2 separate regions of the Mus musculus genome follow, and region 2 is linked to region 1. Evidence: chromatin contacts called from public promoter capture Hi-C data. All regions are on one chromosome and are shown on one strand. Each heading gives the region's core, a stretch centred on a gene start, on an enhancer-like site or on the middle of the called end of the contact. The rest is flanking DNA. Distances are from core to core; before and after follow the strand shown. Region 1 holds the start of Vps50 (VPS50 EARP/GARPII complex subunit). Region 2 has its middle 21 kb from the start of Gm34470.

The links. Promoter capture Hi-C pulls out the DNA fragments that hold promoters and counts their contacts.
Region 2: a contact with region 1 is called in a promoter capture Hi-C map of pre-B cells, with 13 times the contacts expected there. The contact joins the enhancer-like site here to the promoter of Vps50 in region 1. A contact is called at or near these places in 7 of 39 promoter capture datasets (the 3T3-L1 cell line, the HPC-7 cell line, embryonic stem cells and 4 more), 1 of 15 datasets of contacts at CTCF or cohesin (large pre-B cells), 11 of 484 Hi-C or Micro-C datasets (CD4 T cells, cardiomyocytes, cerebellar granule neurons and 5 more) and 3 of 115 datasets of contacts at active chromatin or transcription factors (the NIH/3T3 cell line, astrocytes and embryonic forebrain).

The regions. Positions count from the first base shown.
Region 1 is chr6:3,495,270-3,501,578 of GRCm38.p6, reverse strand. Vps50 (VPS50 EARP/GARPII complex subunit) reads right to left here and starts at 3,186. Exons shown (of 28, transcript NM_024260.5): 1 at 3,024-3,186. The coding sequence starts at 3,056. It also overlaps a transcript of Hepacam2 not described here.
Region 2 is chr6:5,581,267-5,587,389 of GRCm38.p6, reverse strand. No RefSeq gene overlaps it. Among named protein-coding and RNA genes, the nearest start is that of Gm34470, 21 kb to the right of the region's middle. Within about 2 kb of position 4,504, at least 46 of the 459 cell types and tissues checked have an H3K27ac peak or open chromatin away from gene starts, as enhancers often do. A contact at or near this core is called in the HPC-7 cell line, the NIH/3T3 cell line and pre-B cells, where this site is marked.

The sequences.
Region 1 (6,309 bases), core at 1,937-4,436:
CTACCTGACGGATCTACAGCATATTTTAAATCCTTGCTTTTCTTATGCTTTCTTCTTTATCCGTATTCATTCAGTAAGTATTTATTAAGCATCAGGCTGCTACAGACTTCATACGTCACTGACAGATCCTTCATAGTCTGCTCTGCAAAATCCATCTCTTAATATTAAATGGAAAGAGCAGTTTGGACTTTTCATATATCTACTGCCATTCCACTTCACTTCAGCCAATGCTGTCTGCCAGTCTATCTGTGTTTGGCTGCAATAGACTTGTAATTCCTGAAGGTTTATCTATGCCTCAGATTCCTGCCCATAAACTCGGACCCATTTGTCAAAGTCTCTACTTAAATATCTAAGCAGCCTTCATATAAAACCGTCTAAAACCCTCTTCCCTGAAATCACTGCTCCTCCAGGGTTCTCCATATCACAAAGTGATAAATCTATTCTTCTAACTACAGGAGCTAAACCAAATTGGGCCACCCTTGACTCTTTACACAACACAGGAGGGAATTTACATCAGGTCCACAATGGCGCAGCCTCCGTGCATGTCCACCACTAGCATCCTGGTGAAGGCCCATTCTCTCTACCACCGGGATCACTGCAGCAGTCTCTGGAGTCTCTATTCTTTTTTTCTCCCTTCTTAAGTATATTACTAAAACGGGCCAAAATGGCCACTCAGAACAAAAGTCAAGGCATGCTCTGACCTGTAAAGTTCAGTGTCACCTGCTTCCTGCCTACGTCCTAACATCATCTCCTAAGGCCATTTCCTTTATTCCCTGTAGTCTGCCTACAGTGGACCGTAATAGTTCCTGAATTTGTTCTTCTGCTGTTATCCACTAATCCAGTTCACCCACTCACTTCTCTCAGGCCTTTGTATTATTTTTGCACTGAAGCTTTCTAGGACCAGCCCATATCTACAGATATAATTGAACTTAAATTACCAAGCCTTCCAGGCCTCCTTATTTCCTTCTCCTCAAACATTTCCCTGAAACATTTCCCTCACCAAGTCTTCCTTAGCACTCACTGTCTATTCTATTCATTGTTGCCTCTCCCAAATCTGCTGGAATAGTGCCTGGCCCACAACACTCAATTCAGTTTGACAAAACTGAATGAACAGAAGCCAGCATAGTGAGGAACGATGAGTCACAGGTCTCATCTACATAAGGCCAGCTAACTAAGGGCACCCATCCCTGTGAACGTTCTGCAAAGAACAATCAAAATGGTGAGCAATCGAGCCACAGAGACAGAGAGACAGAGAGAGAGAGAGAGAGAGAGAGAGAGAGAACCCAAATAAAATTAAATTTTCATAAATCAGAATTTCATCTCTTTAATATACATCAACAGCACAATAATAATATATGTATAAATTGAGCTTTAAACATATATAATTAGGGCCACACATTTGCATAAACCTGTTAACTTTACATTACTATTATTTATACAGTAGTTTCTTGTATACGTTCTAAAGATTTTTTTTCTCCAACTAACTACAGATATAACCTACTATAATTCAGTAAACTGTGTGAGGCTTAAGAATTCACACTTTCTGCAGAGTCAGCATTACATTTACAAACATTATGGATATATTATCACCAGTTCTCTGGAATTCTTTGGAATTTAAGGAGAGCACCAACCTTAGGAAGAAAAAACCCAAATGCAGCAGCCCAAGGTATTTATAAGCTGTATGGCAGACAATGGACTATGCTGCTTAACAGGCAAGACCAAGGAGACAGAACGCAAAACCAGAATGTAGTCATCCAAATCTGAGGGGCTCCTGAGTGTCTGCTCCCTCTCCTCTCACCTCAGGATGGAGCAGCCTCCAAACCTATTCTCAAGTAAGAAGCAGCAAGACGCACAGCGCCAGTGTCCAACAACGTGAAAGGCTGCTAAGTGCCTCTGCCCCCTGCTTGTTTGTTTTATTATTCATAGAAAATTTTTTCCTAGTTTCTCGACTCAAATCAAGAAAAAGAAAAGCATTATGCAAGGATCACGTACGTACTGTCTATAAGAAATTACAAGTGTCTGTCCCACTACTGCTGACACTTTGAATCCTCAAGCAGGACAAGAAGTCTTCTGTTCTCTTGTTAAGAAAAAGAAATTATAAGTGAAGCTTTAAAGAAAGGACTCTACCAACATTTCTAAGCCACAATGATTTTAAAACTCATCTAAATTGCACTTCTTTCTTATTAAAACAAAGAAAAATTCTAATTATGTTTCAGTAGCTAAAAATGCTACAGTCAAAACAAAGGTTTCTGAAATAAAATGATCAATAAATACCTAAAAAAAACATACATTTCTTCAACTCCTCGAAGGAAGTTGAGACACAGTATTAGGAAGCTCTAACATATGTGAGACAAGATATAGTACCAGTCTTATTCCTGAATTATCATTCTGAAAAAAAAAATTCTTTGTCAGAATTTTATTTTTTAAGTAGCAATACACAAAGAATGCTGACATATACTAGCTTACTGGTGACTTACAATGCGATACTTTGAGATGGGAGGGGGATAGAAAAGGAATTGTCATTCCCATGTTTAAATCCAAAAACACAGCTACAAGTTTGGAGAGTTACTGCCAATCCACAACACTACCAATGTTGGCTACAAACAGCCCTTTGCCTTCACCCTTGCTCTTTCGAGTTTTCTCTACTGCACAGACCCCACCTCACTTTCCAGGGCACCTACTGGCAAACGACCACCAGTGAGGACGAGGGGGACGCTGCAAAGCAGCTAAGGCTGTCCTGGAAAGGAAACTAAAGCAAAGGAGAAGGTACAAAGACAGCCCAGCTCCCTGATTGGCTTTGTCTAAACGAAATGTTTGTAGGAAGACACTTCTTTCAAGGAGTCGAGGTCGGATCTAGGAGGCTCAGTTGAGATTTCCAGTGTACTACTTAGCTGCCCAACACCCCTGAGCCCCGCCACCCACTATAACTTAAGCCTACGCCCGCCGCCACCAAGGAACTGGGCGTCTCGGCGCCTCTCACAGCCGGGAGCGGGAAGCTCTTTAGTTCAGAAAACAGAACTCACCTGCCGGGTCATGAGAGATTTGATTTTTTGCATGTCGAAGTCGAGAGACAATTACCCTGCCTCGGAGAAGTAACAAATCACATAATCCCACCAGACAGCCGGCTACAACACAGGGAAGCCATAGTGAGTCGTCACGTGGAGCTGCCCGCCTGGGTCAGCCTTCCTTTCCCCGAGCATGACGGGAAATGTAGTTTTCCGGCTGCAATCAAAGGAGGAGGCCAACTTCAGTACTACATTTCCCAAGAAGCAGTCGCTTCAATGAACTGGGACTCCTTCTGTTCCAGAGCCACTACCTGGACTTGGAAGAGCGTTGGGCGAGGCGAATACCTATGACTTAGGTAGTCTGGCCACTGAACTAAACAACTCTGAAGCGTCTGTAGATAGTCCACTTTGACAAGATGCCCTCTAGGAGTGCAAGAGAAAGCACACCTGGGCTAGAGAGGCGAGGAAAGAGACTGATTGACCTCCATAAAGAGCACTTGGAAAGGTGACTTAAGACAAGGAATTTCCCAGTGGCTCTGGGTGTGCCCTGAGGAAAGTGGGAGGCAGGACCCCTAAGATACTGATGGCCAGCCGTAGGTTCTTCTTCATTCTTGGCATTTCCTGAAAACGCTCTAGAAAAATCAAAGGATTTCGTCTACCCCACCTATCATTTTTCTACCTGCTTTAGCAAAGGCAAGTCGAGGCAGATGTCAGTAAGTATGAGGGCACTTGTCACTTTAAAGCCCTGATCTTGTTATTAGTAGTATAAAGGAGAAAGTAACGGGGTAACTTTGCTGTGGGGGGCAGCAAACCCAGAGCTAATAACAATAGGTAACAATGAAAACTTACGAATTGGGAGAAATTTTGTTAATGGCTTCATGTGTATGACCTTATGCATTTATCTACATGAGCATCTTTTCCTTGTTTTGTTTTGTTTTTGTACTACAATTTTTCATACAATATGTTCTGATCAGGTCTCCCCTCCCCCAACTCATCCTAGATCTGCCCCTACCGCCACACTTGCTTCCACGCACCTTCTTTCTTTCTCCCTCTAGAAAACAAAACATGCAAACAAACAAACAAAAAGATTGAAAAGGAAAGAAAGAAAAACACAAGAAACACACCCGCAAGCTCGTATGCATGAACATCTTCTGGAGTTACCATCATCTTCATGTTAAAAAATGGTGAAACAGGCATGGAGAAGTTAAGATACTTACCTAAGATTGTTAGACGTATAAACTGATGACTTAAATGCTTAAAGGTTCCCGGTATTATGCTGAGGAGTGACTCCTAAATCAGGACACCAGTGCCTTTTAACTACATTAGTTTAACGTATTATAAAAACTAATAACTAATGTTTTTATTATAAAAGCAAAGCATAAACTTGACTGTATGGAGGGTTGGACACTAGCTCAGAAATCGCCTATGCAGTTGCCTCCTCTAGTGGCTGGCTTTTCCTGCAGATGCACTTCTCTTTGGGAGCAATGTAATTACAAAGTTAGTTCACCTTAGATACAACCATTCATGTAATCTTGAGGATTTCCCCCAATTGATTCTCCTAGTGTAAATAATTCTACAGATATGAAGGGGTCTGTATTAAAGATTACAGCTGCTTGAAATGCTTGTAGTAGATGCTTGCTCACTGTGTACAACAAAACCAGCCCAATAATGTAAATGAACAGTAAACCATGTGTGATTGGCAAGACCAGAAAGCAGTCCTGCCCTCATCACCCACACACTTTCAGTGACTCCTTATATTAATGTAATCGTTATGCACAGAAATGGTTTTAGTGCATTCATTTTAATGCAAATATAACTAAGGTGAGTAAACAGTCGAGGATATGGGACCTTTTTTTTTTTATTACAGAAGCAGATGGTAGATTATCAACTGTGCTATGAAATACTGTGTTAAGACAACCCAACCCCACCTCCCAACCCCAGAGGAGATCTCATTATATAGCTCAGGCTGGCTTCAAGCTCAGAGATCTCCCTGCCACTGCCTCCAAGTGATGCCATATTTCTGGGAGAATTTTCCTTTTCTTAGAAAACTCTTTGGAACTATTTTAGGAATTCTGTCATTTTGGGAGCTCTTGAAGTTAAATTTGCCTGTATGATTTCAATGTTCAACTCCTGATTCACCAGTACTGTCACAAACAGTTATATTTACCAGCAAACCACTAGAGGGCGCATGGTTAATGTGAACAGTTCTTGTACAAACCACACATATAATGCAAAAATTTGAATGTATATAATAACAGGGAAAAGAGCACAAAAATGGATCGTTCTTGTATCTAAGTCCTTATTAAAATACCTACTATTTCTTTCTGTCACAAAAGTTGGCATTTTAATATAAAATGTGGAAAATACTGGAATATTCGTAAGTCCTTTAAATGCTATATATTTGATACTAGGGGCACCCCTCCATACTGTCTTCGTTTCCCACATCTTACCAAGGATCCTGGAACTCTCATAATAAGCCATTTTTAGTTTAAGGACAATATGAAGAATGATCTTATTTGATCAATATGAAGAATGATCTAAATGGAGTGAAGGAGCTTGTGGGGTATCTATTTAAATCCTATGGGTTTTTTTTTTTCCAATTGGATGTTGTGCAGTCTGTTATGAAAATTTGTGTGAAATTCTTAAGGAATGGCTAAGGAGCAGACAACATAGACTAAAGAGCACAGGGGTTTATTTCTGGGGAAACATGTTAAGAAAAATGAGAATTATGCTTGGATGTCAATGACTAAGATTGTTCGCTGTAGTCAAGGATCTGAGAAGGAAAGTATATATCTAAGTAAATACATTGAAGTGAATATGTATGTGTGCAGAATTTAGAGGGTGTGGAGAAACTTGTAGTCATTGCCTGGGCTTGAGGATGCCCTTGACATATTTCTGAGGTGTGAAGCATTATAAAGCAACTGAACTGTATAAAGAACTCAGGTTTCCCAACAGTAGTGTCTTTGCCTTTAGACACATCTTCAACAAGTTGGGAACATTGACATCAAGAGTATTTCCAAAGTTGTTCTCCAGAATAACAATTGTTCTTTTTTTAATTTTTAAATAATATTTGAATAACAGTCTTCTTTGAAGCAGTTAAAATGAAAAACCATGCCTTCCTTCACTCCCACACTCTAATCACTGAATTTCTTCAGTGAGACTATCCTGTTAAAAATTACTTATATTGAGAATTCTACTAGCTTCAGGTCAAATGTTTCTAGATATGTTCCATTCCATGCAGAAAGTGTGGACCAAAGCCTTCTTACAAACAATAGCTCTCTTGGAACTTACTGAATTAAGCAAA
Region 2 (6,123 bases), core at 3,255-5,754, 2.1 Mb before region 1:
GGTGGGCACTTAGTGCCGATTGCATCCCGCACTGTTACCAACAACACATAATGAATTTCATGCCCATGCCATTTTTCTCTTGTCCAAGTACATTTGTAGAATACATTTATAAACATTTGATTGCAGGGTAATAGCCCATGCAGCTCTTATTTTCATAAACATTCCCGCATTGTTCGTTATAAGCATTGCCAACATACACTTCATCAGCAATTCATGAAGGCGCTTATTTCATAGTGTGGCTCACATAGCTTAAACAATTGGGTCTGGGTTGGGGTGGTTTTTGTTTTTGTTGTTGTTGTTTTGTTTTTTGTTTTTTTGCCAGCCTGACAGGTAAAAATGGTACTTATCTCCATTGAAAATGACGTCTCTTGTTTTGAGTAAGATTAGGCAAGTCTTAAAAAGTTTATGAGACACTACTGAAAAAGTTAAGAGATGGTTGACAACTGGCATTAGCAAACCAATCAGAGTTAGGCTTAGTGGACAAATAGTGATGTATAGATGGCTGGTGGGCAATCAGAAGGTATATAGATGGTTTGTGGGCAGTCAGGAGATGTCTAGATGGCTTGTGAGCACTCAGAGGATGTGTAGGTGACATGTGAGCATCCTGAGGATGTATAGATTGCTTGTGAGCTCTTAGGAGATGTATAGATGGCTCGTGAGCTCTCAAGAGATGTATAGATGGCTTGTGAGCACTCAGAAGATGTATAGATGCCCTATGAGTGCTAACTTCCTTGTTTTTAGGTAAAGAAATCTCTGGGAAGCACCTAGGCCCAGTTTTGTCTTCAGCCCCTGTGCTAAGGGACAATGACATGTCTGTGGTCCTGAGGCTATGACTCTTCTCAGATTTGATTCATGCATATTATTTGTGAGTCAAGCAAACAGCTCATATGTAGGTGTGTGGGGTGATCATTCCTCTGCAGGGTGGATATTTCTTTCCTTTCCATTGTTTCTCCTCAGCCTGTACTAGAATCTCCCTGAGAGTGAACATGTGCCACCGTGACTCCAGGGAAAGATGGCGGCACATGCATCACCCTTTCCAGTCATCATATTACTTGGGCGGCATCTGTCTTCACAACCCAGCACTGGCCTCTTGGGTGATATGAGGAAGCAAAGGGCAGCAAAAGCTGTAGTTTTCTGATTCTAAATCCAAACGAGAAGAGAAAACTAACTACAATGGAAGGTGGTATGCAGGGATGCCCAAATAACTATTATTTATAGTGTGTTATTTATTTCTTTTACTAAGTTGATTTAATTGACCAAATGTTTTGCTTTTAGATGCGCACATCTTCAGATTGCTGTTTGGTGAGCAGAAGCCACAGCTAATGAGAAAATATAATGAGGCCCCAGAAAACATTTTAAAGTATTAAATATCATCATTATTACAGCCTTTTCATAAAAATGCCCTTGTGTGTTTACTGTGACATGAGCATGAGCTTTGGAAACAGCAAGCCTTGATCGAGTGTGGCTTCAGCTAGAGCTCTTAATGTGATGGTGAGAGGATTATCACACCTCTATAAACTTATCTACAGGATAATTAAGAATCTGCATTCATTCAGTAACTATCAAATGGACCATTAGGTCGGCTCTGTGGTAGCTGCAACCCACAGAGGGGCCAAAACCATTTGATGTTGAGTCTTCTATGCCCTGTGTGACACTGCTCCCACAATCAGGTAATATTACAGACTAGTAAAATAACAAACAGGGCATTCTAGAATATTCCAGGGTTAGCTCCGAGTGGGGAGGGGAGGGGAGTGTGTAAATTAGGGAGTGCTCCTCTCTTTCAATCTGTAAGATACATGAAGGTGAGAAGAGCGGTGGGCCTTGAGTTAGGAGACAAAGCAGGAGCATATCATTGTGAGGGCCGAGAGTTAGGAGAGCAAAACAGTAGCATAGCATGAGACTCTTGTGGGTCAGGCAACAGAATTAGACATCCATCCTAAAGCGATGACTACTCCCTGGAGGGCTGTAGGCAAAGACATCGTAAGTTGATTTCTACTTTATCATGTTCACTCCAGCAACTGTGGAAAGGGCCAGAAGAAAGCAAGACTATGGAGCAAGAAGCAACGGCAGCTTCAACCCAGAAATGGCGGGAGCGAATGGAAAGGAGTACATGAGTGGAAAACCGGGCATCCCCAGTGTTAGAACAGGTTTAACAGGCATCTGAGAGGATGAGGGAATTGGAGAAGGATTTGAAATTTCTAATTGCCACAACTAAAGCAATCACAGTCCTATTCATGGAGAGTAAAGGCAGACAGAAGAGTGACCAGAAAAAGCAGATGCAATTGTGTCTGCTGAGCCTTACATGTCAATGAAACAGCCACTGGAGCTTCCAAATGGCTGTTGGATCCATGAGTCTGAAGCTCAAACATGACTTGGCATGGTTAGTTTCAATGTTGCTAGTATGTATGTGGTGACAAATTGGAAAACTGTGAGATTGTTCAGGCTGAAAATCCAGAGCAGAAAATAGGAGTCTCAGGTCTACAGTGGTCTTCAACCCAGAAATATGTATGTTATTTTATCCTATGTCTGGGTTTCTGGGGAGCTAATAAAGATCAGACGTGTCAACACACTATCTCTGAGAAGGACGTAAGATTCACGGGCACTGAGGCTCAGGACCCTGCATTTCTCAGTTACCCAGCCTTAGAACTCTGATGCAAGGGATAAATAAGGACAGAAGAACCTTTGGATATAAAAGGTCAGGCCATGCAATGCCACGGGCTGCAAGTAGTTACTGATGCCGTGCTTGGCCTCTGTGTGGGATATCCTGAATTTCCTTTCCTGATGCCATTCTATAGGGCTCTTCATGAACATCCCGAGGAGGGAGTGCTTTAATAGGAGAAGTGGCCAATGGTGCTGTGTGCCGTGAAGAGTACCAGTATCACGGGTAACTTGAACGTCACCAGGAAGTAGCCATGAAAGGGGATTCGCAGAGTACTATGGAGTATTGCTTAGGATTCTGGCACTAAAGCTTGCAATAGTACTGCTTAAACAGGAGAAACATTTCTTCTTCAGGTCTAACAAATCTTGGCACAGTCTCTTGCTCTGGAATGCCATTCCATTATTGTATTGACCAGAGGCTGCTCTCTCATTCCCACCTTATGAGTAGTTCATATCTCAAATTCATACCATGGTACGTCAGCTTCTAGAACTTGAGCTTTCTCATCGATGTTCTACCATGATGAAGGAAACAGAAAACAAGACCATCAAGCACTGTCCCTTTAGTAAGCTCCATGACTCTCCTACTAGCCTCTCACCAATCACAATCAAGGTGCAATCAGAGCTAACTGCCAAAAAAACCTAGGAAATCTGGTCGGTTGAATGACAAGTGCCTGGCTGGTGAGTAGCGTTATAGTGTCAAATAGAAAGACTGCATACTATGGAACCATTAATAATCCCTTTAGAAAGTGAGGTGATAACCTGGACCCTTGGGGACACCTAGAAACTAAACCACCAATCAACAAGCAAGCTTGAGCTGGACCTAGCTTCCCAAGCCCCACACATATGTAGCAGATGTACAGCTTGGTCTTCATGCAGGTCCCCCAACAACTGGAGCAAAGGGTGTGAGAATGTCCCTGAATTTGTTGTCTGCCCATGGATCCTGTCCCTCTAGCTGGACTGCCTTGTCTGGACTCAGTGTGAGAGAATGTGCTTAGTCCTGCAGTGACTTGATATGCTAGGGTAGACGAATACCTGGGGTGGAGGTGGGCTCACCCTAGAGGAGAAGGGAATAGGACTGTGTAAAGGAGACCGGAAGGAGGGGGGTGCTGTAATTGGAACGTAAAATCAATAAATAAATTAATGAAAAAAATTAAAAATTAGTTGATAAAAAAGAATAGAAAACAAAATAGGAAGAGAAAGTACAAAACCACAGACATTTGTTTTCCCAAGTGAGTGCATTTTTTATGCCACATCTTTTGAGAATGGTTTGGATGTTTGGTGGTTTAGAGCATGTTATTTCATTTCTGAATGCTGAGAAGGCTGTTGGAGGAAGAGGCTTTGCAGTCAGAGAGTCAAGAAAAGCAGCTTAACTGCTGAGGTGGTCATGTGAGCTGAGGGTTTGGAGTTTGGGTAGAGATTTCCAAACTTTAGGCACATAAAAATGTTGACATTCATTTCTTGTTAGGCCTTATTCGGCCAGAAACTGAGGCCAAGTACTAGTGAGGAAGGCTAAGCCTTTGCTTGAGTTTAGAGACCTGTCTTGTTCACTTCCGTACTGGAGTGACTCAGCACTTCCTGCTTAAGCCTGCCTCTGTCTAGCTACCCCTGATGTGTCCATTTCTTATAGGCCCCATGAGATAACCCCACACCCCTGGTCATCTCACCCCATACCTTCTGTCACCCTTCCCTGACCCCTATGCCATCTCACCTCAGCAAAAATCCCCACCTTCTTCCTCAACCCTATATAAACAAAAGACTAATACAATAAAATGAGTTCCTGCTTTGAGGACTCCCAGCTGGCCTGGTGAATCTCAGCCCCAAGAGACTCAGCCAGACTGGGTTCTCTCCTTTGCCCCGGACATGCCAGTAGAGAGCTGACAACTTTTGTGGTAGGAAACTCACACACCATGTAACATAACAGCAACAAAAACAACCTCTGCTACTGAAGTCCTTATATGCCATCTTCAGTCTTGTTGGGTAAGTCAATCAAACCAGGACAGCTGAAACCCCCTTCTCTCTATGCAAGACTTTCTAAACCTCTGGAGAGACAAACTGAATCTAGGAGTGTTGGTCCAAGACAGTTTTAATGATTTCCCGAAAATCCAGTTCAATTTTGTGGGAGTTCAATTTTAAGGCTTCAAGAATATGGACCCAATGTCATCAGACCATTTATGGCACTTTCAGAAACACTGCTGTCCATCAAGCACCAACCATCATCCTATCAGACATCTCTGCACCTCTGCTTCTCTCTTTAATACAACCTAAGAGTCCTCTTTTTACACATGGTTTCCTCAAAGGCTAACTTTCATCATGCTATCATCTAAGCTACCACTCTTATCTCATAACTAATGTTTGGCATTTCAATAGCAATGCCTGCACAATATGAGTGGCATTAATCCACGCTTGCTCATGATGCCACATGCTATCATTAATAACTTGGGGTACTCTATCATCACTTCAGGCTGTGATGTCTTTAAATTCAGGAACTTGTCTTTGACTGGCATAACATTTGACCTAGAAGATGCCCTGAAAGTCCCAGAGGCCGAACAAGTACATAGGGCAATGAATACCAGACTGAACAGAGGATCAAAAAAAAGAAAAGAAAAAGAAAAGAAAAGCAGAAAAACTGACAGGGAAACCAAAATCAAGCAGTGTAGTGGAAAATAAAGATGTGATAAACAGAATATTGTAAAGAAAAAATAGAGTACAGCCGGAAGAAGGTCATTAGAGCCTTGAAGACAATGTGGGTGATTTAATCACAAATAGTTTTAAGAAACACGAGAAAAGAAGTCTGCAGGCAACTTGAAATAGACTCTTAAGTACCTTTCAAACCCAAGAAAAATAGGTAGCAGAAAAAAATCAATGCATTGAAACCCAACAAAGCTTCAATGTACCATCCCTTTTCAATCAGTTGGACAGAAAATGATGTGTTTAGTACATCCCCCTTCTTCATGTTTGGACCTTTAAACAGGGTATTTGGATTCACAGTCTGTAGCCAGCTCAGATTGTCTCTGCTTCCAGCACGCTGCTGTACTTTTTAAATGACACTAGCCTTCCAAGCAAGATTGATTGTAAACCTGAAAAGGTTATATGTGATGTAATGAATAACACATGCTACCCCTGCAAGTGTATCTCCGGAAGGGCACACACACCGCCTTCTGTACGTTCGCATCATTTAGAAAATGTGGGGATGGATTTTAATAATCAAGCCAAAAGAAAATTTCCTAATACACTTACTTGATGCTCTGCTCTAACTCATTCACTCAGTGAATACACGGTTATTAGGAGCAAACTATTTTTTTTTTACAGTCTAAGAATATCTATGAATAACTGAGTAGGTGAATGAATTCGTCATGTGCAAGACCTCATGCAAGACACTGGGAAGGTATTAAGATAATTCATACATTGGCCCTTCTCTTGGCAGTGGTTACAGGCTGGTACAGGAAGTAAAACCTTCCTGGAAAT